Regions from separate parts of the Mus musculus genome. Here all the other regions are linked to region 1. The links are chromatin contacts, called in public Hi-C, HiChIP or PLAC-seq and promoter capture Hi-C maps. All regions are on one chromosome and are shown on one strand. Each heading gives the region's core, a stretch centred on a gene start, on an enhancer-like site or on the middle of the called end of the contact. The rest is flanking DNA. Distances are from core to core; before and after follow the strand shown.

Region 1 (7,244 bases), core at 1,528-4,027:
TGAACACCACAGTCTTGCACCCTGAAGCAAGAAACAGAGCTGAGAACAAAGGTCACCTAAGGTTGGTTTATACCTCCACACCTCACTTCCTATATGACTTCACTCAGTCACCTTTTGTGAGTCCCAGTATCTTTAAAATGAGGTGAATTTTGAACCCTTTGCCAATGACACAAGGATAGTATGTAGAATGCCCCCCCCCCAAATTTCAGGATAAGAGTCTCTGCCCTGATGTTTATAATACTAAATGGCAATTCCCTAGGCAAAAATATCATTGGAAGATCTCTATGTGGTAAATAATCTGTTTAAAATTATCTCGAAAGAAGACTGTGTCTTGCTGCTCCAACACGGCTGTGCTTCACCTATTGAAAACATCAGTATCTAATGCAAGAAAAGGTGACTAGAGACCGAATTAAGACTAGCAAGTCATAGAGTTGGGGGTGGGGGCTGTAAACAGAGCCTGCGTAGCAAGGTCATTAGCATTGTTGGGTTTTTCCCAACTAAGTCTTCTTGCTATGCATGGAAGTGTTCATAAACTGGACATTAGCAGACAGGCTAGAGAAGTGAGAAAGAGAAGAGAAAGATAAACAAGAGAAGGAATGAGATGGGGGCATGCTATGGAATGATGTCTGAGTCAGTAACACCTGGAGAGAAATGTCAGGAAAACTATCTCAAAAGGGAAGAGTAGTCATCAGATTCTAAGTTCACAGTGTGTGATGCCTTATCAGCCCAGATATTCCAGCATCTGGTGGTAGCAGGAACGGAAACCCCTGCAATTGATCCACTTAATCCTATGGATCACATTCAACATCCAGGACAAATGTCTTTTATGCCCTGCAAAGTGCTGGGAAGCCTGTTACTCACAGGCTCCAACCTGTAGAGAAACGGCCACCAAGTGATTTGGAATAACTCTTGCCAACGGAAGCATAAACTATCTGCTGGCTTCCACTCACCCTCTTCGGGACAGTCAGTGCATACTACTTAGCAGGTCTGAATCTTCCCTTGGAAAAAAGTCTCACTTCATTCAAATAGTACAGCCCACCTCCCTCATGTCAGTACCCAGGGCCAGAAAATCAGAGATTCAAAAGCAATAGAGAGAGTCATGGAGTCTAAGGGTTTTGCTGAAGACCAGGCCCGCTTCTCTCCTATTACCATATATGATGAAGTCCGTAGAGAGATCTGCTAAGTTCAGAATGACCCCTGAGTTTCACCATGAGGCACCACACCAGCCATGGTGAGGGAAAACCCTTTCTTGATTGATGGCACCTTTTAAAATGTCACCATCGCTATCAAAATGCTTTTATTGTGTGCTTCAAAGCACCACGTATTAGAACTGTGCCTATCTTAACAGTACAGCACATAGCTGTAACTGTTTTACCCCACAATCATTTATTTGTCTGCTTCCCCACAAACCCTGATATTCGAAAAGCCAGGATAAGAAATCATTTTACGACCGTTATTCTTTCAAGTCTTTCCTTTCTGTGAGGTTGTTTTGTTTCTTTTTCTTACACAGCTGCACCCCAGAGTCCAAATTGTTTCCAATGGACAACTGTTTTGAGCACATTTCTCCCCAATGTCTATTTTAGCTCCAAAAAAAGCCAAGGGCAAAGATAAAACCAAACTATCGTGTGTGTGTGTGTGTGTGTGTGTGTGTGTACAAGTGTGTACACGTGTGTATGCACCACCAGCCAAAGCACCAAGGAAAAAGTGGGCAGCATAGAGTGGTCCGCCCCCAGCATCAAGTCGGTGAAAGGAAGCAAGCCAGCCTTGAGAAATGAATCCATGTGTTCCTGCTGAGCAACCCTTTAAGGGAGCATGCCCATTCCTAAACCCTGACTGGTAGCTATCACTTTCTCCTAACGGAAGTAAGTTCCCAGCACCTGTTCTTGGATCGCAAAGATGGCAAGGAGCATTCTCCACTGCCCACCCCACCTGTTCTGTGTGGAGAACACGTGGAGAACCGGCTGTGAGCTGGTCAGCCTACCCTGCATTCCCTCAGTAAGCCAGGAGTACAGGTGGTTGGTTACCTGCACAGGTACTGATTGCTGTCAGAACAACTTTATTACTAGCCTTGGTAGTGAAAGGGTCCCTCCCTGTCACCGCCGCCACTACCAGCCAGGCTGTGGGAAAGGGGCAGAAGGCAAGAGGAAAAGGTCTTCTTGGTGCCCAAGGGGTCACTCCTCCACCGCTGCAGTCCTAGAGCCCAGACCCCTTCCTCCCTAGCCCCGCAAGAGACCGGAGTGTCCCCGTGCCTGTTCGGTGTGGCTGGACCCAGCGCAGCTCGCCGGGCACCGAGCCCCGAGAGCCCGAACTGCTGGAGCCGCAGCGCCCACTCGGGGCAGGCGGCGAGCACTCACCCTTCTGCTCTCGCAGGCTCGACAGCGACCAGAGCAGCAGCGCCACCGAGGCCAGGAAGCAAAGCTGGCTCAGCAGAAGGTCCCTCCGCCGGCGGCGGCTGCGGCGGCGCGCGCAGTCCTGGTCGCCCGGCGGCGGCATCCTCGGACAGCCGGGCGGCGTCCCTGGCGGGCGGCGTCCGCTCGGGTCGCGGGCGGCCGCGGCGGGGACGGCGGCAGGAGGCAGCCCTGCGCGCAGCAGCCGCGCGTCCTCGCTGCGTTCCCACCCGGCCGCCGCCTCCTGCTTTCCCTCCTCCCGGCCGCTGCCGGTCTCCACGCCGTCGCCCTCGTCGCTATCGCTCAGTCCCTCCTCCCCCGCCGCCTCCTCCTCCTCGCCGCTCGCCCGCACCGCCGCCTCCCTGCGCTCGGGGTCCCTCTCCTGCTCGCGCGCCATGGCTCCCACGCTCCGCGCCCGCGTTCGGCCTGGGGCGGCGGCGGCGGGGGCGGCCGGGAGGCGGGGGCGGCGGGGGCGGTGGAGGAGGAGCGGGGAAGGACCGGCGAGAGGAGGGCCGGCCGCTGGCCACCCGAAGCAGGCCCTGACCTCAGGCTGCGGGAGTGCAGCTCGGGGTCGCACTCCAGTGTCCACGCGGGGGTGGGTGGGTGGGGGACTCGGAGCCGAGCGGCGGCCGGAGCGCGCCAACAGCTAGAGTGAGCGCAGCTTCCCGTACCCCACGGTGGGTCGGCGGCAGGGGGGCTGCGCACGGGAGGGGGACAGCGCCCGGGATGCTATGAGTCGCTGGCCAGCACCGCGGGGAGGGGGCGCAGGGAGGAGACTGGGCTGTGGAGGGAGCCCGGTGCACAGCCCTTCAACCCTTTGGTGCCCAGAGAAAGAGGCGGTGCGGTGGGGGAGGCCCGCTAGGCGGGATGTGGATAGACAGATCTCCACCAAGGAGGACTGGCCTGAAACTTTCAGAGAAAAGAAGGATTTCCTTGGCCCTCTTCCATCCGTTGCCTTAAGCTAGAGCGTCTAGAGTGTGCTAGGTGGCCAATTCCTAGCCACTGGTCCTGCCTCCTGCCGCTGGCCTCAGGGGTTCCCCTCTGCCCCCTGGTGGGGATCCCGGTGAGCCAGGCTCAAGTCCTGAAACTGGCCTCCTGGGGGGGTTTGGCTTATTAGGGTTGTCCTGGCTTCCCCCTCTGGCTAGGGTTCACATTTCGCTCTCTGAGGAGCTGAAGCAAGTCCAGTGTGTGGCTGAACCTGAGGGGGCCCTAGTAAGTTCCCTAGGAGGGAGACTCTTGGCCTTCTACAAGGACAATCAGTCCACCCCTCCCCCAAGATTAGAGCCCTAGGCCCCAACTCCCTAATTCGAGTTCTTCTGCCCCTGCCTATTAAAGATGTAGAGGCTGACATCCCCACCCCTATCTGCAGTACCATTGAAAAGGGCACCTAGTGATCCCAGGGGTTCACTCCCAGGGGCTTGGACTTCCCTAGCCTCATCCCAGGTACCTGCCTGCAGGATGGAAGACACACGACCCCAGAGGAAGGGAAGAAGAGATGTGTTTCCAAGTGGTGGTTAAACTTAAGTCTTATTCCAAAAGGATGGTCCTAGAAATCAGATATATGTTTGGATGGCTCTTGGGCCTGAGCAATCTAGCCCTCGGGAGTTGGGAGGAAGTGGGGAAACTCCATAGAGACTTCTCCCTGCCCAGGTCACAAGGGACCCACAGGATCAACTGTGAGTGACCTTCCATCCCATATAGTGTCAGATGTCCCCTGACAACATCTGGAGACATGGAAAGTGATCACAGGTGGTTTGTTTTCTGCTGAAGAGCAGAATTTGCTTTCCATGTGTTTATTCCCTCCCACTCCTATGTTGGCTGCCCCATATCCAGAGCACCTTCCCTGCAATGGCTAGGTGAGTCTTTGCTTAGGTCACCAGGTAACAAAGGAGGAACGCAAACTCTTCAAGTTCATCCAGATTGGAGCATCATGGAGAATTCTCCAATTCTGTCACCACTATCAAGCCTTCTTGATAGTGGTGACCCTTGAGGAATTCAGAGTAATCTCGACTTGTTAGGAAAGACACTCATATAGTGTCTCTAGTGGAAGGCAGGGAGGTGGGTGGGAGATGGGGATCTGGAAAATGCTGAGTCGGGGAATGAACACTAACTCATCGTGGGGTAGAAACTATCATAGACAGAAGGAAATGTGTGATCTGGGGGTTGGTGAGCATGTGTGTAAGGAAACGGGAGGACAATAGGGAAGACTAGAAACTGATGATTCTCGGGAAGACAGGGTAGACTCCCATGCCCCAAAGAAAGGACTCTGCTAGTTGATATTTGTTTTGAGAAATCTCCGAGTAAGAGGGGATAATGAGATAAAGCACCAGCAAGATCGATAGCTTCTGGAAGCTGCCAGACATCACTGGGAGCAGAAGGTGGGGATCTCTGATGCCCTCCTGACAGTAGTACCTTAGCTCAGACAGGCTCACTAATTCCTATGGTGAAGGCATCTCTGCAGGGATCAGGGCGGTCCTTTATCTCTTTCTCCATCCCTACCATCAGGTAAGTATAGAATAGAGCAATCTCTTGGTGCCCTATCAAAACCAAAGAGGAGGGGAGACAGCCTTGATGTTTGTTATTTATTTATTTATTTATCCATTTATTTTTTTATGTTATCTGTCTGACTCTGTGTTTGGGAGACAGATGTTTGAAAGAAGCAGGACCCAGAATGAAGAACGTGGTTATGATCTTTCAGTATCAGGAAGTTCACGAATTCCAACATGGCTGCTGCCTTTTATTCCCTAGTCAGTTTCACACTTGGTCTCACAGCTAGTGTGTGCTCAAGATGAAAATCCCACACCAACAGTTCTATCCTAGAAGGAGCTTGCTTGGAGAACAGAGCTTGACCCTTGGGGGCACTGGGCTCTTTCCCCTTCCAAGAATGAAGCAGGTGTGTTTATAGAGTCTCCATGTTGGCTGGAGGCAGGGCTTGCCCTCCCCGCCCGAGCTTTTACTTCCATAAGCACTTCACTTGGTAGTTGTGTGCAGAGTTCATGTAGGAAATAGAAACAACTCTATTGCTTTCACAGCCCTGCCATTGCACTACCAACAACAACAAAAATCAAAAGCCTTCCCAGGAAACTGAGTGTATGGATACATGTCTGTGATCCCAGCTCCTGAGAGATTGAGACAAAAGGGTGGCAAATCTGAAGTCTGTCTGGGCTATAAACATAGTTCCAGGTCACCCTAGTTACATAGTGAAACTATCTCAAATGAAGCACGATGAACAACAGTGACAAACAACAGCCCCTCCCTCCTGTGATAACACTGACTTGTTATCTTTCATCAGCCGGTGGGTGGGACCTCCCCTGTGTCAAGACAAGGCATATCTTTGGGCATCCCTGCAGTCTTTCCAACTCTCTGATCTCCCCTCACCCACAGTGCCCAGACCTGACAGGGCAGTCTCCACAACAAAGCAAGGTTGTGTCTCCATAACACCAAACAGTTGCCAGTTGTGTCAAACAGACAAGCCAGGGTTTTGAAGAAAGGGGCAGAGGAGGAGGGAATAAAAGTAGCCTCCTACCCGATGAAGTGATTCCCTGCCATGCCACTCGGTAACACAGAACAATCTTTCAAGCAAGTGAAGATAGCTAGCTGTCCGTGGGGAACATTTTAGCACAATGAACCATTGTGGCTAGAAGGAGAAAGGAGGGAAAGGAAGTCTTCCTGGGACAGATCTTGGATGTAGAATCTTCTCTGGCTCTTGGGTATAAGTGATCAACTGCCCTTCACCCGTAGGTTGTATGTGGTCTTCTTCATTATTGCTTGTCACATGGATTTGGGTAAGACCCCACCTTTACTAAGGAAGATGCCACACTTGCCCACTGTCTGCTGCTCGTGAAGCAGCATTTCTAAGTACAAAAACTCCTCTGTGACATGTCCACACTACCTCGAGTGCAGATATCGAGAGTGAGTGTCCACAGCATGGGCTCTTCCTGTGTTAGGTGTTTAGCTTACTGCTGGAGTTAAAAGATACCTCTTGCTTTGCTATTATCTTTAAATGTTAATTACTTTTTCATTCTTTCCTCAAATCGTATGCATTTGTTTGCTGAATTTTGACTCATCACATGCATGACGATAGTTTTCTTCCCATGGCTCATGGCTCAATCCACAGCTTTCTTTGTAAAAAAAAAAAAAAAAAAAAAAAGACTTTCACGAGGTGTCATATATGTACGTACACACACACACACACAGAGCAGAATGTGCAGAGGTCTTTACTCCATGACGTCACATATTACATCCACTCTGCCAAATAAGTACCAAAATAGGACCTGGAACATTTTTCCCCACCATCTCTTTTGAAAGCAATAATCCTTCCATATAACAACCTCCCTGCATATTCCTGTCACTTTAGGTCACTGTCACCTGTCCTTGAACTTCAGTCGCTCAGTTTTGTCTCCATGAGATCTGTCCACACCATTATACATTTATTTGTTCTTTCTCATGTTGTGTGGGTATGGAGGGTTCCCCCCCCCCACCTGATGCTTCAGTTCCCTTCCAAGTCTAGTGTGAGCCAAGAATAATTAAACCACTGCCTCTGGACTAGAGACAAATGACCTCCAGGGCTAGCTAGTTCTGTAAGGAACTTCAGCTGAAATTGAAAGCAGTCATAGGCGGCTTCTCAAACCTGTTGTACCACATGAGGATTGGCACCAGGGTGACTTCAGTTACCCACATCAAACCGATGGACTGAGGGAGATGGGTATATCATGCTTTTAAAGATGAGCATAGAAGAACTCTCAAGAAGAACGCACAATTTAGAAGTTGCTTTTCAGGGGAAAAGTCAGTACAGCCATTTCCCCTGTATTTTTTTTCTACCCCTTTTATTTTAAGAGGGGGGAGGGGAGGGAGCTA
Region 2 (7,244 bases), core at 2,731-5,230, 240 kb before region 1:
CACAGGTAAAGGTGGTTTCTCACTCATATTTTTTTTTGTAAGTTTCCATCATGATATCCTGATGTAATAAATGATGGCCTCTTCAGATCATAAAATCTTTTATAAGTTCAACCACATAATGAACAGCTACGAGAATGAACATGTATAATGCTGCTATCCAGATTCTAGGGTTCCTAAATTAAACAGGATTGTCATTGTGCATTGTGGAATTCTACTGGGATGTTATTTCATTGCTATGGTCAGTTGTGCTGTTTTGATCCTTCCAGGAGGACAATAAAGTGAGGGAGGATGAATCTCCCAGAAATATAAGTACATGACTAATGAATCCAACTCCTCATGGAATTTAGTAACTAAAGGGAAACAACTAAGACACCAATTAATTTACATATTTTCAATTTTACAAGACCACCACATGTAGAATGGCTTTCCCAATTGAATGTGATAAGAGATAGACAGAACACATAGAATATTCTAGGGTCTTCTGCGAGAAGAATCTTAGAGGCAAAACATACTACTACTTGTCTGACAAAGGCACAGAACCATGTCTCAGGCAGGAAGTAAGACATTATAGTTCTTACTTACTGTTACTGAAATAGTGGATCTCAAATTGAACACCTTTTCCTTCAAAACAAAAACTGAAATTTGGGATGCTGCATGTCCTGTGATGCTAACGTAGATTTAAAGGTGAGTATCTTAGGGTTTTATTGCTGTGAACAGACACCATGACCAAGGCAACTCTTGTAAAGGACAGCATTCAGTTGGGGCTGGCTTACAGTTTCAGAGATTCAGTCCATTATCATCAAGGTGGGAACATGGCAGTGGCCAGGCAGGAATGGCGTTAGAAGAGCTGAGAGTTCTACATCTTATTCCGAAGGCAAACAGGAGAAAACTGGCTTCTGCAAGCCCACCTCACACAGTGAAACACTCCCTCCAACAAGGCCACACCTACTCCAACAAGGCCACACCTCCTAATAGTACCTCTCCCTGGGCTAAGCATACTCAAACCACCATAGTACAATTTCTAAAAGTCAACAAAAGTAGGTTTTACTGTTAAAAATAAGCCCTATGCCCACATGTAACTATCTCGTAGAATTCTCAATAATAGCTTTTGGTCTTCTTTAAATGATCCTGGAGAGGACAGTGGCTGTCTTAGCTCTTTCATCTTTCATTACAAATACCCAAGTTCCTTGTCACTTAGAAATTGCCATGATCTAATGCATATCACACTGTCCTGAATGGATTTTAATCTGAAAGCCAAGTATGATTATAATGCTGTTAATAGCTCAACTAGCTGGGCGGTGGTGGTACACACCTTTAATCCCAGCACTTGGGAGGCAGAGGCAGGTGGATTTCTGAGTTCGAGGCCAGCCTGGTCTACAAAGTGAGTTCCAGGACAGCCAGGGCTATACAGAGAAACCCTGTCTCGAAAAACCAAAAAAAAAAAAAAAAAAAAAAAAAAAAAAACCCTCAACTATTTTTGTATTTTCTTAGCCAGATCCCATATTAAATTCATTATGTGCTTCTTCTAATGTTTCACAACTACCGTAATGAAGTATGTCTCATGGAAGTCCCTGTTGACAGCACATAGAACTGAATCTCAGTGTATTTGCCTCTATCCATTGTGAACAAATGTTTGAGTCAAATTTCCTTAGAGGTTATTATTATTATTATTATTATTATTATTATTATTATTATTATTATCCTTTTAACCCTGAGGGTAGCCAGGGATGGCAAAGTCTTGATCATGTATGTAACCAAGGGGTCACTGGCTGTCATAGAATTATCTGGGTTTTCTCTTGAGGGCAATGAAACAAACCAGAAAGAGCTGGGAGCTAACATCCCTAGATGTAGCCCAATGACAGATGGGCTAAGAACTTGAGGATAAAAACCTATAGCCTACTTCATGGACTCCACATCCTTGAGCTCTTTAGGGGGACTGAGTGCTAATTATCCATGACAAAAACCTGCTTGTTACCGTACCACATCCTTTCCTTGCCAGAAACCCATTGAAGTTTCCTGGATCGCTTCCCGAATAAGCCACTACCACATAACTCTCTGCCTCTTGGGGAAACCAGTTGAAGGCAGTGTCAGGAAGAGCAGCTTATACCTCCTCCCATTCCAGATCTGTGAGGAGAGAGTGCAACGTCTAGGAAGCCCTGGAGGCGATGCCAAGAGAACCTTTAGATAAGCTGCCTCCTCCCAGGAGTACAGATGCATGCCAAGTACAAAGCAAGCTGTAAAGCCACGTGCAAAATGGATGAAAGGGAAGATGCTGGTAGCAAAGGACCAGCCTGAGGATGTGTTGAACCTCGGATGTTCCTAATAACAGCACATGACTAAATGAAGGAAAAGAAGCTGCATGTGCGGCTACTTCTAGTGCAAGCCTAAGATGACAGGCGTGATGATCCTCTGACCGCTTTCAACTTTCTACTTGGGAGCGACTAGTCACTGAACCAGGCCTGTGTCAGTCTGTTAGAAACCTGGCATATTCTACACCACTCTAGAAACCCAAGACATGCTAAGAGTGCTTTTATTATTTTTTTTTAATCCTTCCTAGAGAAGAAACCAAGTTATCAGCCAGAACGTGGATAGTGTTTTGCTTCCCAAAGACAACTGGTGTGGGGCCAGCAAGGCCTCTAGTCATTTATCCAACCCACTGGAATTCACTGATGACAAGTGATTGTGCCAGTGATGGGGCTGTGCTTCTGAGACATGGCTTTGGGACAAACTCTTGTCTTCAATATTCTTGCTTTGCAGTTCCTCATGATACACAGTAGCCACAACTTATCGTCAGGGGAATAGAAGACCTTCATGGCTATCTGAAATCATGCAGATGCTGAATTCCACTGTTTTCTCCTCTATAGGCATTACTATGATAGTGTAGTTAAAAATTAGATACACTGAAGTATAAGAATAACTGGCAATAAAACAGAATAATTGTAATAATACATCATAATAAAGTTATATTATTGGGGTATCTTTCTCTAATTATTGTGTTTAAAGGAAATACCTTATAGCTTCTGTGTGGCATATTTGAATTGCCATCATAATTAATCTTGTGCTTTGGAGTCGTTTAAAAGTAGAATATAGATTACTTAAATACAAGTGCTCTGATACTGCAGCAGTTACTCTGGTGACCAGATGGTTAACAGGAGGCTTGCACACACAGCATGGATGGTGATCCTGGACAAAAGTGTAATTTCACATCCCCGGTGGGACAGAGTGTTGTGGTGTCAGATTGCAGCATGAGACTGAGATGCAGTTTAAAATGTATTACTTCCTGTTTTCTAGAACCTTCCGTTTGACCACAGGTAGCTGAAACCATGGGAAACAAAGCTGCAGCCATTATGTGAGGATGACAAAATATGGAGAAGCAACAGAGATTTGAGTGTGCTGATAATCTATCAGACACAGAGGGGCAGGTATGATTTTTTTTTTCCAGAGCATAAAAGCTCTTGCGGGGCTTAGTACCCAAGTGTGGTTATAAAAGTGAGCTGATCTATGAAAATCTTTGGAGAAAAATCAGTTCGGATTCTAGTGCTGACATGTCCACTCTAATCCCACAGGGGCTAAGAAAAACACAGGTCACGGAGGCATTTAGCTATAGGAACACTCCAGCTTTTTGAACTACACTAGTCAAGCCTCAATGGATTCAGGCTTGTGCTTTTACAGGCCTTTACAAAAACTCTCTCCGAGGTCAGAGTTCAGAAAATCTCACCCACCCAAAGAAGGGGATGTGTGTGAATTCTCAAGGCTATTCGCTTTGCTAGATAAAAGCAAAAAACTACGGCACGGAGGGTCACGCTGAGAGAACAGCATCGAAGCATTTTGCCAGCTGATTTACAGACCCGAGTTAGGTCAGAAGGCCACTTTTGAAATAAAAATAGAGTCCTAAAGTGGCATTGGGTGTCCTGGGAAATCAGTGAGGCCCTGAGCTTGCACTTCATTTGTCTCAGGGGGGGAGGGAGGCTGTACTGTTTATCAATTTCAGGAAGGCTAGGACAGGGCCAGAGTAGCAATACAAGGTTTTTGCACATGCCCCTGCCCCCACTCCAGATACTGATGGCAGTCTCTGGATTCAGATCACATCCTCAAATGAAATCCTTAGGAATAATCAAGATGACAGATGGGAATAAATGAGAATGATCAAGGACTCCCGGCTGGCAGCATGGATGAGATTTTTGAAGGTCTCCAAGGGGGGTGGGGGAATCTATGTCCAGGTACCTATATGTTCCGTTTTACTACCGAGTGCTCATCAATTGTACAGGCTGCCTCCTGTGAGAGTGACAGCCACATTCTGTCCTCTCCAACTCTGCGCTAGTAAATTTAACTCCTGTTTGCATTAAATCTAAATGATTTTATGCTAGAGAGTATAGATAGTAAAGACAGAGTTTATGCCCATGTCCCCTGAGTTACGACTGGGTCATATCCTAATAAGCTCACAAGGTATAAATACCATATACTAAGGAATATGCTTTTAATACATGTAAACTACTAAACACCATAGCTTCCTTATATGTCTTTCATTCAGGATCCCAGAACATTGGGAAGTGGAGGGAGAAATTCACTGCCGCTGCCGGGAACCTTTGAGTATTTAACTGGGTAGTGCCTTTTCCTCTTCCTTAGAGGCAGCCATCTCTCTCTGCTGTGCATCTCGACACCTCCTCAGCACTCACCCTTCATGGGGCATGCGATTTGTACACAGATCTTCTACCACTCTGTGTCTTGCCATTTAGTGCCTCTTAGTGTTATTTTTCCACAGGCTAATTTTACTAAAGTTGGACCTACCACTTCCCTTTCATAAAGGATGCTTTCAGTGTTACGGATAAACCATCATTAGAAATCCAAGGTCACTTAGACTTTCTCCCATGTTACCTTACATTTTGTACTTGGGTCTATATTTTATATTACTTTGCATGGACAAAATGTCACCTGCTAAATGAGGTCATCGGGGTTCCTCATATTCTTGTACTTAACAAATTTCACTTAAGGCCAAACCTATTTTTTTTTTTTAAGTTTCCAACATTTGGATAAATACCAATTCCTCCACCCAGTGAACCTCTGGCTGGCCATGGACTATGTGGGTCTGAGAGAACTGTGTGAGTGCTGTGGTAAGGGGGTGGAGCTAAGCTTTTTCAAGCAATTTTTCTGTTTTTCCAGACACTTTGCTAAAGAATCCTTTCTGCTATCTTGGTCCAGCCTGTTTCTTTAACTATAGAAATGGTTCCTTGAGCCAGGTTTGGACTATTTATTTTGTTCCACTCTTCTGCCTGACTTAATGCTAGAATTTAAATAACATGCAAAGACATTTCAGCATACAGTAGAGCAAAATGTTCTTCCTGCAAATGTTTTTAGGTCTTTTCATAAGTCTAAGCATTGTCCAAGGTTTTAATTAAATTGGAAATAGGATTTAAAATAAGTCTCATCTTCTACTCAAAAGATCTATTCATTAAGTGCTTTATATTTAGATATATGTTGCATATTTCTCTTTACATAGGTGGTACATGGTTAAAGTCAACTCTACTATTTTATTGTACATACATGTAATACAAATAAAATTGAATGTATTCACTTTCAACTTTTGGAAGCTTCTGATTTTTACATATTTATCTTGTCTTTGATCATTGATACTTTCTTATATATTTCAAGAGATTATTAATCAATGCTCATGGTTGTCTAGCACCATCATCATGTTATCTGTGTGCAATGCTATGCAGTAGAACATTTAGACATTAAAGAAAATGAAAACCAAGGGTAGCCATGTTCTGTGTTGACTGTGACTTTTTCAGGCCATGTCTACTTATCTCCTTGTCGCTTGTGCTGCTTCTCCTGTTTTTGGAGAGTTGACTTCCCAGGCATGTTCTTCCCTGAAACCTAACATACTTTGCAAACACGGAACTCACAAAAGCATAGAACACAATGGTGGTCAGTGAGGAAGCTGCATGGGCCCACAGTTCAGTTAGGCAGAAGGCTTAAGTTCTGTGGCTCGATTCTGCAGCATGGTGTTCATCAATGGAGAAGCTAGAGAAACCACCCAAGGAGGCTGAAGGGGTCTGCAACCCTATAGGTGGAACAACAATATGAACTAACCAGTACCCCCAGAGCTCGTGTCTCTAGCTGCATTTGTAGCAGAAGATGGCCGAGTCGGCCATCACTAGGAAGAGAGGCCCATTGGTATTGCAAACTTTACATTCCCAGTACAGGGGAACACCAGGGCCAAGAAGCAGGAGTGGGTGGGTAGGGGAGCAGGATGGGAGGAGGGTATAGGGAACTTTCAGGATAGCATTTGAAATGTAAGTGAAGAAAATATCTAATAAAAAAATCTACTCTACTATATAATGCAGGACCAATAATAGTAAGTCTGGTTGGCTAATATACCATGAACTTGAAAACTGCAACAGTTTGTCAATAGATTCTAAATACTCTGACCACAATAAGTGAATGTGTGTGTGTGCGTGTGTGTGTGTGTGTAATAGACTTTTATTAGCTCAGTTTAATCTTTCCATAATGTGAAAATAATCTATTAAAGTAGTCCATAAGTACTATACATAACATAAAAAAAAAAAAAAACCAAACACTTTTTAAAAAGCACATTTCCTCTAGGGAAATATCTAGGTGTTTTCTCTAGAGTCCCATCTCTATGCTGTCTTCCACTGTTCGATATTTTATTATTATTCAATCTTTGCATGCTTGAAAAAAGTCCCTACCTGCTGACAAGGAAAGAGTCTTTAATGTACTACCAAATATGGTTAGTATTCCCCTTGACAGTGTGGAAACTAGCAATTTTCCTTTTAAGGTAATCTGAAGGATTTTAAAATCTGGCTGTGCTGTCATCTTGTGTTGGGAATCTGAAACACTTTCTATCCTTCTGTGCATAACAGGCGCAGGTGCACAGTGGGGACTTTCCTGATAACTTGAAACCATGTGGCACAGGCATTGTCCTGCTTTAAAACGGGGCCTCCCTAGGTGTTCCTAGGAAATTATCCTGTTGCCTCTGCTGGCTTGCTGGGATTACAGGTATGTGCCCCCACACCCAGAGGAGCCTCCTGATTTTTTTTTACCCTGATTTGGACTGTGGGGATCTTAGAAATAGCTGATACCAGATCCACATTGGCTTCAGAAGAATTACCAGTCTCCAGTCACCACTGACACTTGAAGGGAGCTCCCTCAAGACCCATGAGCAGAAAGACAAGTAGAAAATCTCCTCAGACAGTTTAATTAAGTTGAATAACTTCCACTGTTCA
Region 3 (7,244 bases), core at 3,182-5,681, 230 kb after region 1:
AGGGTACAACATGCAATGTGTAACATGATGAAAAACATCTAACTGTATTAGAAAATTATGAAACTACCTCCATAAAGCAAAAGGCTCTCCTCTAGATATCTTGGAAAACAAATAGGGAAGCAGGAAACTTAGAAAAATGACCTATTCAAGGGGTAGGGTAGAAAATATACAAGATGAAACTGGTAATATTTCCTAAAAGTAAGATGGTCTCAAGTATATACATATATATATATATATATATATATATATATATATATATATACATACATACATACATATATATAAATTCTCAGTGATAATAATCTATCAAAGAGACACAAGAGACAATTAAGGCTTCCAGTGGCCAAATCTGAAACAATTTGAGATTGAAACCAAAGGAACCAGTATTGAGTTAAAGCTAAATGTATAAAACAAACATCCATAAGTCCACAGTAATATTGATAGATGTCTAACTAATTAAGATAAGGGGAGAAGAGACCACTATCTGTGTTGAAAATAAACTTAAATAATTTATATAGATACTCCAACCTCAAGGAAATGAACATACCTCCCCACTCACTAAGTTAAGTCATGGTGGTTCCCTTTCATGGTGGGGTAGGGGATAAAAGGAAGAAAGACTAACAGAGTGCAGAGACTCAGCAAACACTCCCTTGGTCGGGTTATGAGGGTTCACAGAAGGTAAACATGATAGAATGTACCAATGTGTAGGAGAAACTTAGCCAAACAGGCCCAGTCGAACCAACTTAGAATCTGCAGGCATGGCTAGAGACTGCTGACACTGGATCAGGTGATGGAGTGAGCCAATGAGAAAAAGTGTCACATCTGATGCTGGGAAGGGGGTATAAAGGTTTGCCCAGTTCCAGCAATAAATGAGTCTGCTTTTGCTACTTGCCTGACTCCCAGAGTCTGTGTCATTAGTACCTTCTTATCCCCACCCCCAAGGGTCTTGGTTGGGGTGGCAAGTAACACCCTTGATACAATGTAATGTCACCATCAGTTACTTCTCTGTTCATTCCTTCCAAGAACACATCACCTTCATCCGGTCATGAGGATGAGAAACCAGACACATAACAATAGAGAAAGAATTCCATTAAATGTCTCATCAAAACTCTTCAGAATCATCAAGAGGAACAAAAGCAAGAGAAGCCTGAGAAACTGTCATAGCCAAGAGAAGGAAGGAGCAGTGTGTGGTAAGTGTGCTGTGGTGGCTTGAGTAAGATCCTTTGACAAGGGGTGGGGGGAAGGAGAGGGAGAGGGAGGAGGGAGAGGGAGAGAAACAGGGAGAGAGAGGAGGAAGAGGGAGGAGGGAGAGAGATAATGGAAGGGAAGGAGAGAAAGAAGGAAAGAAGAGAAGAAAGAGAGAGAAGGAGAAAAAGGAAAGAAAAAGAAAGAGAGAGAAAGAAAGAGAGAAAGAGAGAAAGAAAGAAAGAGAGAGAGAGAGAGAGAGAGAGAGAGAGAGAGGGAGGGAGGGAGGGAGGGAGGGAGGGAGGGAGGGAGAGAGAGAGAGAGAGAGAGAGAGAGAGAGATGTAGGGAATGAAGAAAGCAAACAGAAGGCTTTTGGTTAGAACTTGAATGAAGTATAGACTTTATAAGTAATGTGTAAGCACTGGCTTGTCTTTGTGGTAAGGAGCCCACACTAATATTAAATATTAATACTAGGAGGTACCAGATTTAGGACACATGAAAACTCAATTATATCTTTGTACTTTCCATTCAAATTAAATAATTATAAAATAAAAGGTTTATTTCAAAAATTAGGGGACCATTAAAGCACTGATATTAGAGGAGGCACTACCTACAACAGCCTCTGGGCAGACAGTACTAGTGAATTGCCTGAATCCAAAACCATAAGAAACCCATGTGGTCTGTCAGGGCGGCCTGAAATGGTGATAACACAGAGTAGGGTCCACTCAAATAGCTAGAAGATCACGAAGCTCTGGGTTTCACCAAATTCCTCATTTCAGCAAAATTGTGTTATTCACATCTCTGCCAAGAATCATTACAAAGTCCATAGAACTCACCTCGGTCATTCACAAGATGACTTAGTCTAATGTCTTCAGTTACAAAAGAGCAGCACAGGCTGTGTAATGTAAGCAATGGGAGTGTATTTTGCTTGTGGTTCTAAAAGCTAAGAAGTTCAACAACATGGTGCTGGCATCCAGGAAGGGTATTCATGCTGCATCATAATTTAGCAGAAGGGCAAGCAAGCACTTTCGGGAGAGATAGAATAAGAGGCAGTGTGCTCTTAAAAGAAACACATTTTCATAGCCACTAACCCACTGCACACTAACAGCATTGATCCACTTGTGAGGACAGAGCCTCTCTGACCTCATCACCTGGTACAGATCTTACCTGTTAATACGACATTATTTTTTAACTATTGTTTATATATGTATATATGGTGCTTTGCATGTATGTCTCTGTGCCAGGTATCTACGGAGGCCAGAAGAGGACATCCAATCCCCTGGAATTGACATTACAGGCTGTGAGCTGCAATGTGGGTGCTAGAAACTTAACCAGGCCCTCTGGAAAGAGTATCCAGTGTTCTTAACTGCTGAGCCATCTCTTCAGGCCCAATATAGCATTAGGTTTTAATATGAACTTGGGAAAGAGTCAAACTATAAAATGGCAGCATAAAGAAAAAGTCAAAAGACAAGCTCAACTCATTTGAAAGTCTGTGAACTTAGTAGCTTGGCCTCAACAGACACTGTCCAAAGAAGACAGTGAATTGAATTTTAGAAAAAAAGTTTAGAGTAAATAAGCTGAGATTCCATCCAATTCTAAAACCTTCACTGTAATTTTGGCTTGTACCACTCTTCTCAAATAATATTCCTCTTTTCGCTAATAAAACAGGTCTAGGCTGCTTCTGAAAAACACTACAAGAGCCCTGGAAATTGAGTTTGGTCAAATTCCTTTGACTTTCCCGTTCACCTCCCCAGCAGAAATCCAGGTCAGTCAATCAGAATGCAATTTGTAGAAAGCCTGCATTTTGCACATGAACATCAGCCAACTCAGTGAAAGAGAAAAGAAATCTGAGGCACAGTGGTGGGACTCTGCTTTTACAGGATGGAACAGCCAGACACTTGGCTAAGATGGAGCTCTTAGAAGTAAACACATGAAATTGAGCAGTTTCCTGGTTTCTGTCAACCTAAGATTAGGAGGCAGAAGTTAAATACAGGCATTTTCCCCTCCATGAAGGAAATGTTCTGTTGAAAAAGCTGGTTGTAAAACCTTCACTGTGTGCTGTGATTTGTGAAAACGCTCTTGTACCTACAACAGGATCTTCTGCACGTGTTATATTGTGCTAATAATCTCCAACTCAAGCAATCCACAAGTCCTAGTCCCCATCCCTCACAAATCAACTGTTTATGTTACAGGAAGAAGTATGGAGGAGAGGTAAAATGGTGGGTTCATGTTTTGGTTGGTTGGTTGGTTGGTTGGTTGGTGGGTGGGTGGGTGGGTGGGTTGGTTGGTTGGTTGGTTGGTTGGTTGGTAACAGTTGTTTGGTGTGTTTTGTCTTTGTTTAACTGTGTTTTGCTTTTAGATGTGTTTAAGGGACTTCTCTAACCAAACTGCAAGGCCCTTGAGGGATGGCCCCTTTGATATTAAGCACCCTGTCCCAAGCTAAGCATAGACTCTGACTCACCAAGTAGTCATAAGTGCCCATAAGCTTTGTCTACAATGGCAGAGTTCATTGGATGGTTTACACAAAACCCAAAGACTGCCAGGCTAAGGACAGGCAGGTGCCTGCTTCTACGGTTTATGTGTTAACAGCATCAGGAAGTCTCTTACTCACAGGCTTCTCTTTAAGCCAGAACCAAGAGCCCAAGACAGTATTCTGTTTGTCCCCATTCTGGAAGGCTCGGGTTTTTTAGACTGGTCTAGGTGCACTAATTCTATTCAGTGAAGATCTGGTGTGTGGTATCTCAAGGAGCCATTTAGCACAGAAATAGAGGGAGGGACCAGAACCATGTAAGTGTTATGTGACATGGGAAATGACAATCTTAAACTGTCTTCTTTAGAAGGGGAAGAAAATGGCATGCATCTGTGTATGAATAGATGCAAAGTCATTGCATGAATTTATAAAGGAAGGATAAAAACAGACAAAACATGAACTTCTTTTTTTTTTTTCATTTTTCTTCTGTACTTCAAAGGGCAGCCTTGAACCTCCCACCTACATTTTGGTATCCAGCCTGTCAAGAGAAACGTATCTACATTTGTGTAAATTTTCCGTTCAGGCTCAAAGACTGCTAAAGATACAGACAACATCACGGAACAGTCAAAACAGCCCTTTGATTGCCAGGACTAAAAGGAAGACATTCTTTATCTTTCAGTGTAAATGTCTGCAACAGATGCTCCCTGTCATAAATTCCGGAGCAACTCAGCTATTACACATCACAGCAGGTTACAAGGACCTGAATAACATTCCATGACGTAACTTCCCCTAGAGTCGAGATCTTCTGAGTGCACAAACCAGTTGTAGAGCATGAAGTGTGTTACAGCTGTGCATTTTGACTCAGAATCCAGTTAACTTCCACTCATTAATTATTATTGGAAAGGAATCAGAGTAAAGGCCTCAGCAATAGGGATCGATGGCACAGGTTCCACTGATATTGTTTCACGTGCTGGGTATTCCTAGTCTGCCCAAGTCAGTTCTCTCCTCTTGGCTTTTCCTTCTTAGCCCACAAGCATCTCATATTATCTTGCTGATAATGTTTTCTTTATTCCCAGCTACAAAAGATACTTGCTATGAGCCAGGACAAATGGTTCATATGACACATATTTATATTGATAAGTAATATGCCAATGTGTATGTAGTACATATGTGTCACACTGTTCAGATGGGTAGTAAAACAAGAGACTACCTTCTAGAGACTTCAACATCCAGTAGCATTGGGTGGGTATGTAACTAGATAACAAGACAACCTCTCTCACATTAGAACCATCTTCTTGGGAATGCCCATTTTGTAACAAGCAACAATACCATTGAGTATGATTCCTTCCTGTTTGGGCTTCTCCCCTGGCTGTCATGATTAGCTATTAATTATGCAAAATACCCTACAGAAAATACCCTTATTTTCTTTTTTTTATTACATATTTTCCTCAATTACATTTCCAATGCCTTATTTTTCAAAAGAGAAAAATAAAAAAAAGGATACTGGAGAAAACTTCTACAACAGTTTGGTTCACTGCTTTAGAGGGTGAAGTGGTCATTGATATTTGTAATGATGATCGTGAGCCATCAAAGGAAGTATACACCTCATCCGTGTTCTGTTCGTTCTAGTTTCACATTCCACAAAGCCTTCTCTCCTGCTTGCTCACAGTGTTTTGTAGCATTGAAATTGCCTTGACATTAAAAGGTATATATGACCCCAATTTTAAAGTGGGCTGTGATCTTGACAGAGACTTGTTAAAAGAAGACATATAAATGGCTAGTTAATACTTCAGACAAACCGGGTGTGGTGGAGCACACCTTTAATCCCAGCACTCGGGAGGCAGAGGCAAGTGGATTTCTGAGTTCGAGGCCAGCCTGGTCTACAGAGTGAGTTCCAGGACAGCCAGGGCTATACAGAGAAACCCTGTCTCAAAAAACCAAACAAAAAAACAAACTAACATTCCTTCAACCTAATCAAAATGATTATCATTAGAATACAAATGACAATAAATTTTGGTGTCATTATAAGGAGGGGGGCTTCCTTCTACACTATTGGATTGAGTGAAAGCTAGTGTGGCCACTTTAGAAATTAGTCTGGTGGTTTCTCAAAAAACTAGAAATGGAAATAGTGAGATGGCCCAGCACACAAGGGCCCTGCTGCCAAGCCTGGCAACCTGAGTTTAAACCCAGAGACCCATGTGGTAAGAGTAAAGAAAAAATTCTCACAAGTTTTCCTCCAACCTCCACTTATACATGTACACACAGGCAGATAAATAGATGTAAGAAAAGTGTTTGAAAACCTAGATATAGAACAGGTCAAATACCATGTGACTTAACTCTATCCTGGATATATGTCCAAAGGATGCTGCAACCTATGTCAAAGAAACGTACACATCCATGTTCATTACTGCTCTCTCGCCGGTAGCTAGGAAATTGAATCAGCATATGTCCATCACCTGATGAATAGATATTAAAATGTAGTATACATACACAATGAAATTTTATTCAGCTATAAAGAAAAACCAAGTTATATAAATTTTTGGATAAGTGAATAGAACTACAAGAATATACTGAGTGAAGTAAGTCAGGTTCTGGAAGGCAAATACTACATATTCTTCTTACATACAGATCCTATCAAATTTTTAGTTTTTCATGCTTTAACTAGAATAGTTTTTAGTAACCAAGAAAATGGATAGAAGCCATTGGTCTTTAAGGTAAAGGAGATAGTAGAGGATAGGTAAAAATGAAAAGGAGGAAATACTTGGATCCAAAATGTTTAAGCAGAGAGGGAAGTTGGAGAGAGGAGACATAGGAATAGGGAGAATTAATCAGAATAAAGGATATATTAAAAAACAAAATTACAGAAATAAGAGACCCTGTATGGATGAAAAATGTAGTTCCCAGAAGCTACAAGTAACTACACAAAAATCCCAGGGCTAGATAAGATGGATACCTCAAGGGAGACCCCAGAAGCCTTCAAAACAATATAGGCTCTTTCCTCTTGAATGTTTACCAAGATGACATAAGAAGCCATTGCTGAAGACACCTGTGGTGGTTTGAATAGGTATGGCTCCCATAGTCTCATGTGTTTAAATGCTTGGTCATAGGGAGTGGCACTATTAGGAGGTGCAGTCTTGTTGGAGTGGTTGCAGCTTGTTGGAGGAAGTTTGTCACTCGTGACAGGCTTTGAGGTCATATATATGCTCAAGCTCCACCCAGCATGATAGTCAATCTCCTTCTGGCTGCCTTCAGATCAAAATGTAGAACTCTTGACTCCTCCAGCACCTTGTCTACCCGAACTGCCATCCTTCCTGCCATGATGATAATTGACTAAACCAACCTTTGAAACTGTAAGCCAGCCCTAGTTAAATCTTTGCCTCTAAAAGAGTTGCCTTAGTCATGGTATCTCTTCACAACAATAAAACCCTAAGATGACACCATACACCTTGATTGCAAGATATAGAGAAATCAAGCTGGAACTTATCTGGAAACTTCCTTAATACTAGCCATCATCTGTAGTGCTAAAGGTGCTGTGCAGGCTGCTGTGGGAGAAAAGGTATCAATGATCTCGTCTAGGTGTAAACCCTA
Region 4 (7,244 bases), core at 1,587-4,086, 150 kb after region 1:
AGCAATTTGCCAAGACTAAGGTTCTTCTTTATCTTTATAATCTTATTAGTGTATGCTAACTATAACACATTTTTCTGTGCTATTCACATGTGCATAAAATGTATTTCGGTCATATTTACCCCCTCTGTCGTCCTCTCTTATTTATCCTCTTCCATCCCCTCCCTGGTATTTTTCCTTTCTGCATGTTTCTCCCTCCCAGATTCTACATGTGAGAGAGATAAAAGTGCATACTTGTTTTTCTGAATCTGGCTTATTTCATTTAATGTGATAGTTTCCAGTTCTATCTATTTTCCTTCAAATGGCATGATTTTATTATTTTTATCATTGAACACACAGTTGTGTATACATGCCACATTTCTTTTTTTTTTTTTTTTACCCAATTACTCACTGATGGGCAAGTAGGCTGATTATATAACTTGGAAGTTGAGAATATTGTTGCATTAAACTGGATGTGCAAATATCTCTATTTTGTGCTGAGTTTGATCTCTGTGTTTATACCCAGGACTGGTACAGCTGGGTCATACAGTAGTTCTATTTTTAGTTTGTCTGAAGAGCCTCCATACTGGTCGCCACGGAGGCTGCACTAATGAACACTGCAGTCAACAGTGTATACAGTCTTTCTGTCCCATTTTTGCTAGCATGAGTTTTGATTCTTCTGTGGCAGTCATTTGTATCATTTGCATTTCCATTTGCATTTCCCTGATAGCTAAGAATGCTGAAGACTTTTGTGTGTTTATTGGTCATTTCTGTCTTTTTCCTTGATCTATTCAGTTTATCTCTCATCTGTTGATTGAGTTTCTGGATGTGAGTCCCCGAGTGGGTAAACAGCTGGCAGAGGTTGCCATTCTGTAGGGTATCTGAGATTAGATGCATCTATTTTCTTTCCAGCAATGGCCTGGCTAAAGCCTCGAGCCTAAAACCGTGCTATATATTGAGAGGGTTCATAACTCAGCAGAATCCTGACTATGCTCACGTATTATAATCATATAAAAAGCTGTAAAACTTTCTCTGTGCCCAGGTCACCACCCCTCCAAGACTAATTTCACTGACACCTCAGGTCAGGACACTAGTGTGGGCCTTTTCAGTGATGCCAGTTAGAGCCCAGGACATACCCAGAATTATCTGAAGCCCTTTCTCTGCTGGCTTCCCTCCAAGAGGAGTTCCTTTCCTGGACCTCTGCAGGATGCTGAGCACTGGATACTGCTGCTGCTGAAAAGCACCACAAGCTTGCTTCTAGAGTGAACAGCAGCATTCTGCACATGGAGCCAATTTTGTGGTCTTTGCTGATCTAGCAGAGCTTCAGAAGCTATGTAACCCTCAGGTTGTCTTGTCTGCCCAATTTATCAGCAAAGCACCCGTAAGTTCAAACAGCTGCTGTCAGCATGTAGCTGTGACACCAACAGAGACTGTCAAGCCAGACACACCAGGGGACACAGGCCAGGACAAATTTCCCTTTGTGCCACTCCATACTTCAGTGATAGCATACGTGTGGCTACTAATTCAAGAGCTCACTCTTTTATTTCCTCTTGTATTTTTTTAGAAGTCACAAAGAGCAAAGATTTGAAGAAAATCACTGAATTTCAATGTATTACACTATTATATATATATATATATATATATATATATATATATATATATATATATACACCCCTGTGTCTTTTCAACAACAGTTGCAGTGAGTTTGGCAGGTATTGAGTGCCTCAGCTATAGAAAGCACTTTCTGTTGTCTGAGGATGGGGATGCAGCTGGTCAGTTGAGTTGACCTGGGGGAGAAAAACACATAGTTTCTCTGCCAAAAAATAAAGTCTACCTGTGGCTACTAAATACTTTACAATCTCTCATGCGCTCACTCATGGACTGTGCAGGCCTTAAAGATGATTTTCCAGAACCTTGTTTGACTAGCTATAGCCTAAAAACAATTTTATTTTTTTAATTTCTTTCTCTGCAAAATAAGAATAACTCTAACTTGTTAGAGGTTAATGAGGAAACAAGAGAAGACACCAGCATGATGCAAGACCTCTATCTGCATAGTCATAAACCATACCAGAAAGAATTAAAAGGACCAATGACCTTAGTGCTTCAAGGGTATTGCCTCACTTAGGTTTCTATTGCTGTGATGAAACACCAGGACATAAAGCAAATTGGGGAGGAAAAAAAAGCCTATTTGGCTTACACTTTCATCATTAAAAAGGTCAAGAAAGGAACCTGAATGCAGGAACTGGAGCAGAAATCATGAAGGAATGCTGCTTATTGGCTTGTACCTCATAGCTTGCTCAGTCTCCTTTCTCATACAACCCAAGACCCACCCAGGAATAGCACTCTCCACAGTGAACTGGACCCTCCCATATCACCAATCAAGAAAATGGCCCACAGACTTGCCTGCAGGCAATCTGATGCAGGCGTTTCCCCAATTGAGACTCCCCTTTCCAAATAATTTTAGCTTATATCATGTCACCAAAACCAAAAACCAACCAGGGCAGTATATTCATTTAAGATGTCTAGAGTCTCACGTTGCACTTGATCCATAATAGATACAACAGTAGGTACAGAATCTATAAAAAGGGAGACCCCAGTAACATCCTATAGATTGGCTCACTTGTAAGAACCCTGGCTCTGGGAGGTGCTTCATCAAGGTAGACCCTCTTCCCCAACTCCAGTCTGTGTCTGTAGTTCACCATCACCTACCCTGTTGTTACCTGCCTGACTGGCCAGTGTACCTACAGTCCTCACCACCAGCAGCCATATTTTCCCACCTCCCTTTCCAACTCTTCTCCCATTTAGTTCCCAAGCCCCTTTTTTCCCCCAGATACCCTGACCTGAAAAATGCTTTCAGGGTAGAACTGCCCAGGCAGGATCCCACGGAGAGCAGTCGCCCATCCAGCTATGAATCACTCCACCTGCTTCTATTGTTGTTGCAGGCAAGCAACCAAATAGATTGTTTTCTCCAGCTATTTCTGGGCTTTTTTTCAGAAACATCCTTATCTTCAAACAGGAGCTGCTAAACCGGCAGCAAATCAGTCTGGGTAAATGTTAGTCAATTTGGTTCCTGGGGGAGAAAAACACATGGTTTCTCTGCAGAAAATTAAAGTCCACATTGTTCTGATACTCATGTGGGTGTAGATGAGTTGGGCACGGGCCCCAGGAGACAATATCAGAGCTTTTAACATTGCCAAAGCCCTGTACCTTTGAGGTAATCCTAAATTTGTTCTGGCAAAGCCCGTGAGATTGTATTGAGTTGGACTTGCATTTACAACATGGTATTGATGTTCTAGGATTCCATGCCTGAGTCCATGTGTAGGTTTCCATAGATACACCTTCTAGAAAAAGTAGGCATGCTTCTAAAGTAGATCTTCTTCCTGAGAACCTGAATGTCAATTCTATGGGCAGATAACAAGCCTTAGAGGTTGGAAAGGTTTTTAGGGATAGTGACCAGAAAGCAAAGCCAACTGCTACTTTGAACAGGGACAGTGATAATTTGGGACCATAATGTCTCAGAGTCAGTCAGAGTCACAGAAACCATGAGCCTGACTACCTACTCGGAATGTGAGCACACTGAGAGGCCCTGAAACAGGGAGAGCTACTGTAAAGAGAAGCCAGGGGGGTGCATGCCCTCCTTCCATGTCTCTTGGCTTCTAAACTAGAACTGAGACTATAGCAGAATAGAACTGAGACTATAGCCAAACTCACAGTAGTGTAAGGCACAGGATGGCAGGAGGGAGATTTAGAACTTGAGTAGTACCTTCTCTTCCAAAGGAGTGGTTAAGATTTGAAGAATGGAAGCTGCCAGTGGGTGGAGAAGTTAGATATGATAAAGTCTCTATGAACAAGGGCATGGATGGAAAAAAGCAAATATTCAAAGAGTAATGGGTATCCCACAGCAACACGGGGAGTGCTATTCCCAAGAATTAGGTGATGTTAGCAAATGGTCTGGATTGCCATTGTAATAGAGTCAAAAGTTATTTGGGGACCTTTGAGCACCTAGGATGTGACAGGGCCACCGAGGAAATGAATTTTTCTTTAGTAGTTGATCTTTAAGAGTCACAGGTGGAAGGGTATGGCAGAAGAGGGGATTGGAGAAGGAGTAATTAACACTAAGGATGTTTGAAAGTACATATGGAAACCTACTGCTTTTTAAGGTATGTGAGTGTATGTGTTCTTATTAAATATTTTTAATTGGAGCTACAATACACATAGGGTTTTGCTCATCACAGAAGCTGTAGTCTGCCAAATAAAAAGCCTGGTCCAGGTGTAGGAAACCTCACCTAGAGTCATCAGTCAGAGGTGTCCTGTCTGATGTCTCTAAAACATTGGTGTCCCCAAAACAATAAGACAACTGCCATTGCTCTTGGTTGTCCATCGGGATTTCCTGGTAAGACCTGATTTCTGGAGACACTATATACACTGGTCTTATAAAAATCAAATCAGTACTGACCAAGAAACTTCCTCCCTAGTTTCTAGCATTCATAGTCCTAGAAAGTGTTCTGAAGGTAGTAGAAGAACAAAAAAGTCAAGAGTCTTACCCAGCTGTGAACCCTGTAAACTACAATATTGACCATAATGGCAAGACATACCCATGAATGTAATAGTGGCAGGTCAATTATGGGGTAAGCAATGGCTTTCTGATTGGCTTTTAGGCCTGCTACACATGAAGAAACACATGTCTGGTACTAGAAATCTGGCAGAGAACATATGGTCAAAGAGACCACAGGACCCAGGGATAAGCCTATTACTATTATTTTGTTTAACAAAAATAGTGTCTAACTGTCCTCTAAATTTATCTCTCTACTGGTAGATTGACACCATTTTTAGACCTCACCAGAGAAGTTTCTTTATACTGTGGATAATACACAACCTCACAACTGGCCAAAGCACAGAGCATAAGTATCAGTGGGGACATATATATATATATATCATGCCCCCAGAGCTCAGAGACTGTTAGGGAAGAGGAGGCAGAATGATGGTAAAGCCAAAGGGTGGGGAGTACTGGAGCAAAATGGTGTCTTCTGGTCATGACAGGAAAGTAGCCATGATTGCCTGCACATGACCTATGGAAGATCAAGCCAGTCAATGTGGAGAGGAACAGGATTGGGCAGCTGCTACTCCAACCGAGGAATTCTTGACAGTTGATGGCTTCTGATGGAGGGATGATCAGGGTTTTTGTTTTGTTTTGTTTTTGTTTTGTTTTGTTTTTTGAAGCATGGGATCCTGGACGATCAATTACATTCCTCTATATATGAGCAATACAAATTGGAGTCAATGAGTTATTAACAACAACAAAGAGAGAGGATAAGAAGCAGAGAGATGGAGAGGTGGGGTGGATCTTGAAAGAGTTAAATAAAAGAATTGGCTTGAGTATTCTGTACTTTTTGGGGGGGGGATGCTAATATCCACTTATTAGTGAGTACATACCATGCATGTCCTTTAGGGTCTGAGTTACCTTATTCAGGATGATATATTCTAGTTCCATCCATTTGCCTACAAAACTCAGGATGTCCTCATTCTTAATAGCTGAATAGTATTCCATTGTGTAAATGAACCACATTTTCTGTACCCATCCTTCTGTCATGGGACATCTAGGTTGTTTCCAGCTTCTGGCTATCACAAATAAGGCCACTATGAACATAATGGAACGCATGCCCCTGTAGCATGGTGGGGCATCTTTTGGGTATATTCCCAAGAGTTGTATTGCTGGGTTTCCAGGTAGATCTATTATCCATTTTCTGAGGAACCTCCAGATTGATTTCCAGAGTGGTTGTACCATTTTGCAATCCCACCAGCAATGGAGGAGTGTTCCTCTTTCTCCACATCCTCTCCAACATGTGTTGTCACCTGAGATTTTGATCTTAGCCATTCTGATTGGTATAAGGTGGAATCTCAGGGTTATTTTGATTTGCATTTCTCCGATCACTAAGAACTTTGAACATTTCTTTAGGTGCTTCTCAGCCATTCGAGATTCCTCAGTTGTGAAATCTCGGTTTAGTTCTATACCCCATTTTTTTTATTTGGTTGTTTTTTGTTTTGTTTTGTTTTGTTTTGATTGTCACTAACTTCTTGAGTTCTTTATATATTTTGGATATTAGCCCTCTGCCAGATGTGGGGTTAGTGAAGATTTTTTTCCCAATCTGTTGGTTGCTGATTTGTCTTATTGACTATGTCCTTTGCCTTACAGAAGCTTTCCAGTTTCATGAGGTCCCATTTATCAATTCTTGATCTTTGAGTGTGCACCACTGGAGTTCTGTTTGGGAAATTTCCCCCTGGGCCAACGAGTTCAAGACTGTTTCCCACTTTCTATTCTATTATATTCAGTGTATCAGGTTTTATGTTGAGGTTCTTGATCCACTTGGACTTTAGCTTTGTGACAAATATGGGTCTATTTTCATTTTTCTACATACAGACAGCCAGTTAGACCAGCACCATTTATTGAAGATGCTTTCTTTTTCTATTGTATATTTTTGGTTTCTTTGCCAAAGATCTAGTGGGTCAGCAAGCTGAAGGGCCCAAGTGAGGACATCTCAGTCCCACTTAGGAGGGAGAAGAGAGCAATCACAAGTGCGGAGGGAGGGAGGTACCTGGAAGGGAAAGTGGACGGGGGGCGGGGAGTGCAATGGAGGGGAGGGGGGAACCTGATCTGGTATTGGGTGAGGAAAAGGGGCTGAAGCCCTGAGAGCCAGTGGAAAGAATGGAAACAGGCAACCTAGGAAGATAGGAGGTTGGGGGACCCTCCAGAATGCACCAGAGACCTGGAAGGTGAGAGACTCTCAGGACTCAAAGAGTTAGATAAACCTTAGATAAAATGCCTGTCAGTAAGGAGAGGGTACTTATAGAGCCCATCTCCAGCAGGAAGACAGGACATCAAATGAGGAAGAGGGGGGCCATCCCACAGTCACAACTCTGACCCATAATTGTTCCTGTCTGAAAATATTACAGGGATGGAACCTAAGTAAAAGAAGGTCCAGTGACAGGCCCAAAGTGGGATCCAGCTCAAGGAGAGGTTCCACAGCCTGACACTATTACTGAGGCTATGGAGCACTTACAAAAATGGACCTAGCATGACCACACTCTGGAAGACCCAAAATGCAGCTGAAAGAGCCAGATGCAGATATTTGCACCCTACCAATGGACAGAAGCAGCTGACCCCTAATGTTGAATTAGAGAAGGCTGAAAGAAGCTGAGGAGAAGGGCAACCCTGCAGGAGGACCAGCAGTCTCAATTAATCTGGACCCCCCAAGATCTCTCAAACACTG

The links. Promoter capture Hi-C pulls out the DNA fragments that hold promoters and counts their contacts. Hi-C and Micro-C count contacts between places; a contact is called where the count stands out from the background. HiChIP or PLAC-seq counts read pairs in DNA pulled down with a chosen protein or histone mark.
Region 2: a contact with region 1 is called in an H3K4me3 HiChIP or PLAC-seq map of neural tube, with 3 times the contacts expected there. The contact joins the enhancer-like site here to the promoter of Slc24a3 in region 1. A contact is called at or near these places in 8 of 39 promoter capture datasets (3T3-L1-derived adipocytes, the HPC-7 cell line, embryonic stem cells and 5 more), 3 of 484 Hi-C or Micro-C datasets (cerebellar granule neurons, cerebellum and myocytes), 7 of 115 datasets of contacts at active chromatin or transcription factors (craniofacial prominence, embryonic forebrain, embryonic midbrain and 4 more) and 3 of 9 other capture datasets (embryonic stem cells, liver and pancreatic islet).
Region 3: a Hi-C map of uterus shows a contact between it and region 1, with 5 times the contacts expected there. The contact joins the enhancer-like site here to the promoter of Slc24a3 in region 1. A contact is called at or near these places in 4 of 484 Hi-C or Micro-C datasets (cortical neurons and uterus) and 1 of 115 datasets of contacts at active chromatin or transcription factors (forebrain).
Region 4: a contact with region 1 is called in a promoter capture Hi-C map of hippocampal neurons, with 3 times the contacts expected there. The contact joins the enhancer-like site here to the promoter of Slc24a3 in region 1. A contact is called at or near these places in 1 of 39 promoter capture datasets (hippocampal neurons), 2 of 15 datasets of contacts at CTCF or cohesin (large pre-B cells and pro-B cells), 2 of 484 Hi-C or Micro-C datasets (embryonic stem cells and large pre-B cells) and 1 of 9 other capture datasets (pancreatic islet).

Annotation. Positions count from the first base shown.
Region 1 is chr2:145,163,308-145,170,551 of GRCm38.p6, reverse strand. It overlaps Slc24a3 (solute carrier family 24 (sodium/potassium/calcium exchanger), member 3), which reads right to left and starts at 2,777. Exons shown (of 17, transcript NM_001356497.1): 1 at 2,355-2,777. The coding sequence starts at 2,493.
Region 2 is chr2:145,401,962-145,409,205 of GRCm38.p6, reverse strand. All of the region lies in intron 2 of Slc24a3 (solute carrier family 24 (sodium/potassium/calcium exchanger), member 3), which reads right to left. Among named protein-coding and RNA genes, the nearest start is that of Gm52528, 44 kb to the right of the region's middle. Within about 2 kb of position 3,980, at least 8 of the 459 cell types and tissues checked have an H3K27ac peak or open chromatin away from gene starts, as enhancers often do. A contact at or near this core is called in neural tube, where this site is marked.
Region 3 is chr2:144,938,483-144,945,726 of GRCm38.p6, reverse strand. No RefSeq gene overlaps it. Among named protein-coding and RNA genes, the nearest start is that of Gm39952, 110 kb to the right of the region's middle. Within about 2 kb of position 4,431, at least 6 of the 459 cell types and tissues checked have an H3K27ac peak or open chromatin away from gene starts, as enhancers often do. A contact at or near this core is called in uterus, where this site is marked.
Region 4 is chr2:145,011,958-145,019,201 of GRCm38.p6, reverse strand. No RefSeq gene overlaps it. Among named protein-coding and RNA genes, the nearest start is that of Slc24a3, 150 kb to the left of the region's middle. Within about 2 kb of position 2,836, at least 12 of the 459 cell types and tissues checked have an H3K27ac peak or open chromatin away from gene starts, as enhancers often do. A contact at or near this core is called in hippocampal neurons, where this site is marked.